2 separate regions of the Mus musculus genome follow, and region 1 is linked to region 2. A link is a contact called in public HiChIP or PLAC-seq data. All regions are on one chromosome and are shown on one strand. The core of a region is the stretch at or near the end of the contact, and the rest is flanking DNA. Distances in the headings are between cores, read along the strand shown. Region 1 has its middle 14 kb from the start of Gm32769. Region 2 holds the start of Aldh1a2 (aldehyde dehydrogenase family 1, subfamily A2).

Evidence for each region. HiChIP or PLAC-seq counts read pairs in DNA pulled down with a chosen protein or histone mark.
Region 1: a contact with region 2 is called in an H3K4me3 HiChIP or PLAC-seq map of bone marrow-derived macrophages, with 3 times the contacts expected there. The contact joins the enhancer-like site here to the promoter of Aldh1a2 in region 2. A contact is called at or near these places in 4 of 39 promoter capture datasets (embryonic stem cells, frontonasal cranial neural crest, second pharyngeal arch cranial neural crest and 1 more), 5 of 484 Hi-C or Micro-C datasets (the AML12 cell line, embryonic stem cells and uterus), 4 of 115 datasets of contacts at active chromatin or transcription factors (bone marrow-derived macrophages, embryonic stem cells and stem cell-derived neural progenitor cells) and 2 of 9 other capture datasets (embryonic stem cells and macrophages).

What each region holds. Positions count from the first base shown.
Region 1 is chr9:71,385,322-71,389,285 of GRCm38.p6, reverse strand. No RefSeq gene overlaps it. Among named protein-coding and RNA genes, the nearest start is that of Gm32769, 14 kb to the right of the region's middle. Within about 2 kb of position 1,690, at least 6 of the 459 cell types and tissues checked have an H3K27ac peak or open chromatin away from gene starts, as enhancers often do. A contact at or near this core is called in bone marrow-derived macrophages, where this site is marked.
Region 2 is chr9:71,214,066-71,217,456 of GRCm38.p6, reverse strand. Aldh1a2 (aldehyde dehydrogenase family 1, subfamily A2) reads right to left here and starts at 1,668. Exons shown (of 14, transcript NM_009022.4): 1 at 1,494-1,668. The coding sequence starts at 1,610. It overlaps Gm3458 (predicted gene 3458), which reads left to right and starts at 2,071. Exons shown (of 4, transcript NR_110518.1): 1 at 2,071-2,210.

The DNA.
Region 1 (3,964 bases), core at 441-2,940, 170 kb before region 2:
GGGCTCATGAGATGATTCTAGTGTATGTTAGTGGGCATTAGTCTACTGCATTGGGCAGATGGCCCTTGGGATAGCTTCAGGAACAGGCTAGGGACAGAGTCCAGGAGGACTGGGGATTGGCTGTGGCTTTAGTGGCAAGCTTTATTTCAATTTTCCCCCCAGCAACTCAGTGCTTCTAGTAAGTGTTTTCTCCCAGTCTACTTTTCTCCCCAATATACATAAGTTGGGGAGTGTGATAAACTTAAATTAATCTGGAAAATCAGGTCTGAGAACTATGACGCAAGCTGTTTATGTCTTCTGTTAGACCAGGACCAGCTAATACTAAGTTCAAGACTGGATCTAGAGAGATGGCTCATTCCATTAAGAGCACTACTTCACTTACTGAGTCCTGCATTCAGCTTTCAGTACCCACACTGGGAAGCTCACAAACACCTGACTCTAGTCCAGAGAACCTGATACCTTCTCCTGGTCTCTGTGGGTACTGCACACATGCGGCGTACACTCATATAGACATGTACACATACAGATTAATAAAAATAAAAGTCTTAAAATTAGAATCCCATGGCTGTCAAAAATCTGTGTGACTTTAAAAAGCACCCAAGAGCCAGGTTCGCTGGCTTGCTTGGAAACTCCTTATTCAAATGAATAAAGGAAGCATGGTAGCTTTTTCTCTGATTGTTAAAATAACATATGCTTCATTTTTCCCTCCATTAATGTACCAAAGACAGGAAAATATAGAAGAAAACCATTTGGCAATGTCATCATTTCATTTCATTTTTTTTTTTTTTTACAATATCAGACTTGGTTTCCTTATTTGTCAATATTGCTCTAAACCCCAGTTTTAAGGCCTGTATAGTGTTTGATCATGTGATTTTCCTTGAATTTTTAACCAATCTCACTTTTTTACACATTTTTGGCCACTCCCACCTTTCTAAATTTTAATGGGGAATGTGGTTATGATTATTTTACGCATTGATCTTTAGTAAGAAAAAGTAACTTTATTTGAGCAACTGTTTTGAACTGTTTTGAAAAGTTTAGTCTTAAACTTTTCTATTCCATCTTGAAGTTCTATAATCTTATGTTTTTACCTTCCTGGCTTTTTTGAATCATAATTGATCAATAAAAATGAAAGACATTCAATGTGTACAGTATAAATGACACATATGTGCAACGTGTAATGACCACTCCAATCAATGACTCAACATAGCCACTTTAATTCATAGTTATTTGTATGTATGTGACAGGTGTGTGTGTGTGGGGGGTACTAAAAATATGCTATCTTATCAAACTTCAAGTAAACAGTACAGTACGTTTAGCTACAGTCACCACATTAAACATCAGATCCAGGTATTCATTCTAATGTTTAACAGTGTTTCTCCATTTTTCCTTCCCACAGCCTTTAGCAACCTGTTTCTATTCTTATTTATATAAATTAAGCTTTTTTAGATTCTAAGATTTTAAAAGAAGATTTTAATTTTGTGTGTTTTTGTGTGTGTGTCTCTGTGTGTGTGTGTGCGCGCGCGCGGGCACACACACGCACAGACACCTATCAATACAATTTCCAGTAGATTTTGGAAGAGGTTGTCAGGTCCCCCTGAGGTGGCTGTGAGTCCCCTGATGTGGATGCCGGTGACTAAACTGAGCCCTCTGGAAGAGCAGCAAGTGCTTTTAACTGCTGAGTCATCTCTCCAGCTCCTAGATTCTAAATAGAAATGAGATCATACATTTCATTTCCTGTGTCTGGTTTATTTCACCTCATATGATGGCCTTGGATTTTTGTCTGGTTGTAAAAATGATAAAATTTCTTTCTCTTGCAGCTGAATAATGTTTGACATGATATATATATACCACATTTTACCTATTGACAGATATTTAAATTGTTTCCATAGCTTAGATGATATAAATAGTGCTACAACAAACAAGAGTTCTTTAAGATACTGATTTAATTATATATATATATATATATACATATATACATATATATATGTATATATACATATATATATGTATATACATATATATATGTATATACATATATATATGTATATATATATAATCCCATATACACATATATGAAATTAGTATAATTGTCTATCTATCTTAGGGTTGCTAGGTGTATGGGAGTTCTAATTTCCCATAATGATAATTTACAATCCCACTAGCTCTGTACAAAGCTGCTTTTCCCAACACTCTGGACTGCTCCTCTCTTTTGTCTCTTCCTAACAGGTATCAAGTAATGACCCATTGTGACTTTGGTTTGCATCCTCCTGATGATTAATGATGGTGTGAATTTGAATGTACTCTTAGAAAAACATCTATTCCTGTTCTTTGTCCCATTTAAAATTGTGACTCATTTATTTATCTATTAAGTTGTATGAGATTCATATGTGTTTTGGATATTAATTCCTATCAGTTATATAGCATATATTTCCTGTAGGCTGCTGTTTTGGTTAGTTTTGATTGTCAACCTGACAAAGGAGTCGTTTAAGAGGAGAAGCCTCATTTGAGGAATGGCCTGGTTCAGATTGACTTGTGGGCACATCTGTGAAACATTGTCTGAACTGACGTGGGAGGCTCCAGCCTACTAAGGGTGGCACCATTCCTCGTGTAGATGGTTTGGGGCTACATAAGAAAGTTAGGTAAGCACCAGCCAGTGAACAAGCCAGCAAGCAGAGTTCCCTCGTGGTTCCTGCCTTGCGTGCCTGCTCTGACTTCCTTCAATAATGAATCGTGACCAGATGCGTACAGAAAACAAACTGCTTCCTCTGTAAACTGCTTTTGGCCAGGGTGTTTTATCAGAATGAGACCAGGAAAGCTATCACCCCCTCCCCCCTCTCTTCCAACAGGGTCTTGCTGTAATACCCAGCTATCCTCAAAGCTATGAACCTTCTGCCTTTAGCTCCCAAGTGCTGGCATGACAGGGATATGCCCCCATGCCTTGTGACTTCCTTCCTTAGCCACAGAAACCTATTCTAGTTTGATGTAGGGTCACTTGTTAACTTTTGTTCTTGTTATTAGTGCTTTTGGTATCAAATTAATAAAGCATATAACTGCCATGCTGAATCTCAGAGAGTCATGTGCATGTGTGTGTACATGGGTGTGCGTGTGTGTGTGTGTGTGTGTGTGTGTGTACATTCGTGCAGTCCAGAGGTTAACCTTATGTGTTGCTCTGCCGGTGCCATCTACCTCTTATTTTGAGACATTTCTCTTCATTGGCCTGGAGTTCACAGATGAAGCCAGGCTGGCTAGCCACTGAGTCACAGGAATCTGCCTGTCTCTTCCTCCCCAGTTCTGGGGTTGCAAGCACGTGCGGCAATTCCCAACTGTTCTATGAGGGCTCTAGGATCAAACTCAGGACCTCACGTCTGCTGACTGAGTCTTTAGGCTTCAGGCTTTATGCTCAAGTACAACCCATTTCAAGTTAATTTTTGTACATAGTATAAGACAAAGATCCAATTTCTTTTATGTGTAGATCTCAGCTTTCCTTAATACCACATGTTAAGGAGACTATTTACCTCGCCAGGGACTAGTTAATTGTATATGCATGCGATTTTTTTCTAGACTGTTAGTTCTGTTCTGTGATCACCTTCTGTGTGTACCTTTGTTTCTCGAAAATGTCTTGCTGATTTGATTTTTGATAACATAGTTTGCAATGAATTTAAAATCAAAGACCATGCTTCCTCTAATACATTCTTCTTCCAAACTGCTTTGATTATTCAGGGACCTAATAGTTCCATGTAAATTCTAGAATTGTCTAATAATTTCTATGACAAGTGTCATATAGAATTTGATAGGAATTTATTGACTCCACAGGCTGTTTTGGGTATAGGAACATTCAGCAGCATTGACTCTTGTAATTCATGGCTATGGCTCCCTTGAATGTTTTCTTGTTTAACTTCTTTCATCTATATTTTACAGTTTCGGTGTACAGATTTTTACCTCCTTGGCTCAGTTTATTTCTGAG
Region 2 (3,391 bases), core at 419-2,918:
TAAAACAAAACTTTTATGTGCAGGCTTCCCTGGCTTGTTCCTAAACCCGGAGATGTGCCACACACTGGCACTATTGTTATGCAAACAATGCCTAGAGGGCTATAACCATTAACGACCTCTCATTAAAATGGCTTTCAAAAATTTGTCACACCATCTAAAAGCTAACAGGTACATTAAATCCACATTCAAAAATACGAATCCTACAAATCCTTATTCTGAAACTCAATGCAACAAAAATTCAGAAACGATGTTTTTGCATTTCTCTTTCAACCGTAACAGTTGTCACATGCGAACAACTTAACTTCTCTGCTTTTCGCGTATAGTGTAATGCCCGCGATGGAACACTTATCAGCTGTATCGTGTGCGCGCGCTGCAGTTAACTGGCGAGAGTTTGCGGTAGGAATGAAAATCAAATTAAAAAAAAAAATTCTAAAATGAACTCTCAAGAAGTGTGGCTTTAAAGGCTACAGTCGCCTTTTTGCTATAACATTCAATCCCTTTGTGTATGTATTTCACAAATTTCCCCCGTGGATTTTTTTTCCCTGAGAACGGTGGAGTGGTAGGGGATCAAGTCACATGGGGCAGCAGGCGTGTATTGCTTTTTAATGCAGTTTAACAACAATAATTCGTGCTTGACAAACTAAGATGTCAGAATTCGTTAGGAAAAAAATCATTAGGCTTATCAGTGCAAAAGTGAGCTCGCTAATTTATGTGACTTGAGTTATTTTCCCTTTTTCTAAAATGTCCATTGCCTACAAAATCCCGAGGAAATCCTGGCATAGACCTACTGCGTCTCGGCCAGGTCCCCGCGAAGTCTGTGGGACTCCGGTCCTGACAACCCTTCAGCGACTCCGCTCTGAGGGAAGATAAGCCCGCGCGGCCGCGCACCTCCGGACCCGAGGGACCGCGGGGCGACACCGGACCGCAATGCCACCCTGGCGGTGAACCCCACTCTGCTCTGAGACCGAGGGACAGGGAGAACTGCACCCCGGTGGGCTCTGAGGAAACCCAGGGGAACACCCTCCTCAAGCCAGAGCCCGGACTGCTCTGAGGAGACCTGGGGGACCCCAGAGCCAAACTCCATTTGCTCTGATAAAACTTGGGGGCTCGCACAACCGGACTCCGGTCTGCCCTGAGCTCTAAGGGACCCCAGAACTAAGCCTCGTTCTGCCCTAGGGACATCTAGGACCGGACCCTAGCCGGCTCTAAAGAGTCATAGGGGACTCCAGAACCAGACCCAGGTCTGCTCTGGGAAATCCCACCTCCCCAGGCAGTCCCGAGGTCGTCACCACCGTCCGCCGCCGCTGGCGATCCCCGCGCTGCCTTCTGTTTGGGACCGGTTCTCCCAAGACGCTCCCTAAACCGGGGCGGGACTTGAGAAGCCCGCATCGCGGTCCCCGCGGAGGCGCGGAGATGACAGGCGACCTCCGGGCCCCCGGCCTCTGAAGGGATCCAGAGGATGCTTCCAGAAAGCGTCCGCCGGACGGCTTTACCTTGGTGTACTTGATCTCGAGGTTGGGCGTGGGCGACGGCAGGAGCTGCAGCGAGGCCATGAGCGCGGCGGGGTCGGCCTTCACCTCGCCCGGCATGGCGATCTCGCTGGAAGTCATGGGCGGCCACGGGTGGGTGTGCGCGGGGCGCTGCGCGGCCGGGGCGCGCTCGCTGTATATAGGCAGGTGTCAAGCGGGGGGCGCTTCTTATTGGACGTGCGGCCCACAGGCGCGGGGGGCCGGCCCAGGAGGACATTTGCATACGGCCGCGCGCGGCGCCCGCACGGTCAAGTCCGCGGCCCACGCTCCCGCGGGCGCGCCCGGGGGGGCCTCGACGGCCGGAGCGCAGCCTCGGCGGGACCGCGCTGGCCGATGGCAGCCCCGCGAGCCTTAGCGCTGGTCGGCCGGGAGGAGAGGCGCCCGAGCCGCGGCCCCGCCGAGCCCCGCGCCCTTCCTAACACTCGCTCTTCTCCTCCCCCGGGGTCCCGAGCAGCCCGAAAGAGCTTTCGCTCAGCCTTCCGCGTGGCGCGAGGGGCGCGTGGCCGCTGGGTGGGGTGATAGATGCTCCCCACACTCCCAAGGAGAACCTTCTGGAACCGCCGACGCCGCGCTGGCCCCCACCAGGCTTCTCAGCCCAACTGCTGCCCTCTGCCGGCCCCGCGGCCTAGTTGTGCCTGAGGCCGTGGGCTTCATCTGCCTTGGGTTGCCTGGATATTCCAGGTCTTGATGGTCTCCTTCCAGCCCTTTCCTTTCCTCTTCCCATCCACACCGGGAAACACTTGGGATTTTCTGTTGCTCTTCCTGTCAGAATCTCCGGGTTGAGCTTCCATCTCCATCCCTTCTCGTCTTACAAGCAGCCTTATAGTTGAGTAAAGATGGGCGCTGATCAGGAATCAGTAGCCTAGACAGTTCACTCCAGATAGCGTGGGAGAATCATTGGACCAATATCACGAGCCCATATAGATAGCTCTTTATAGGGCTTTCTGCCTCTATCCCCATGAAAATCCCACAGCCTTATCCAACCTGACTCTTCCTGTTTTTCTATGGAAGACTCTCAACTCCCAAGCAACTGCTTCGCTCTTGCTCAATCATTTCTTTGCATGTTGTTCACTACAAAACACTTACTTTAGATGTGTTCATTAACTAAAATTCCGTAAATGATTGGTGCTTAGATTCTGTGCAGACAGAATGCTGTTGTCTTAATTGAATTTGTGAGACAAGTTCCAGGCTCCGAGAACTCTTTATAGGGTATCTGCCTAAAGTGACCGAGCAAGCACTACGTCGTCGTCCTAGAGCAACAATACAGCCTAATTTAGGCAGTTGAAAAATTCCTATTCACAGGGAACGTTTATGGCCAAAGAGTGTGTCTTAATAACCGAATATACTCCTAAGAATCGCCTTTATTTAAGCTGTAGAAGACTGAGAAAGAATAAGAAGAATGGTGGGGAGGTAGCTCTGTAGGTAGAGTGCTTGCCTAGAACGCTGGGTTTAGTTGCCAGCACCACCTTGAACTGGGGTAGAGATGCATGCCTGTAATTCCCAGCATCCCACTGGATGGAGGCAAGAGGATTAGAAGTTCAAGTTCATCCTCTCTTACAGGAGAGAAGGAGCGAGGGAGGAAGAGAGGGGGGAAGGGGAAGGGGGTACAGAGGAGGAACGGAGGGAGGGACAGAGGAAGGGAGGGAAGAGGGAGGGAGGGAAGGAAGGAAGGAGGGAGGGAGGGAAGGAGGGAAGGAGAGAGAGGGAAGGAGTCTGTTGGGGAGGAGGATGATCTCAGGGTTTGGTGAAGGAAGAGCAAACACCCCAGCAAAAAAAATAGTTTTTGGTGCTGTTCTTTGTTTTGGTTTATTGTCGAAGTTGTTGTTTGAGGTGTTTTGTTGTTGTTCATTTGTTTTGTTCAA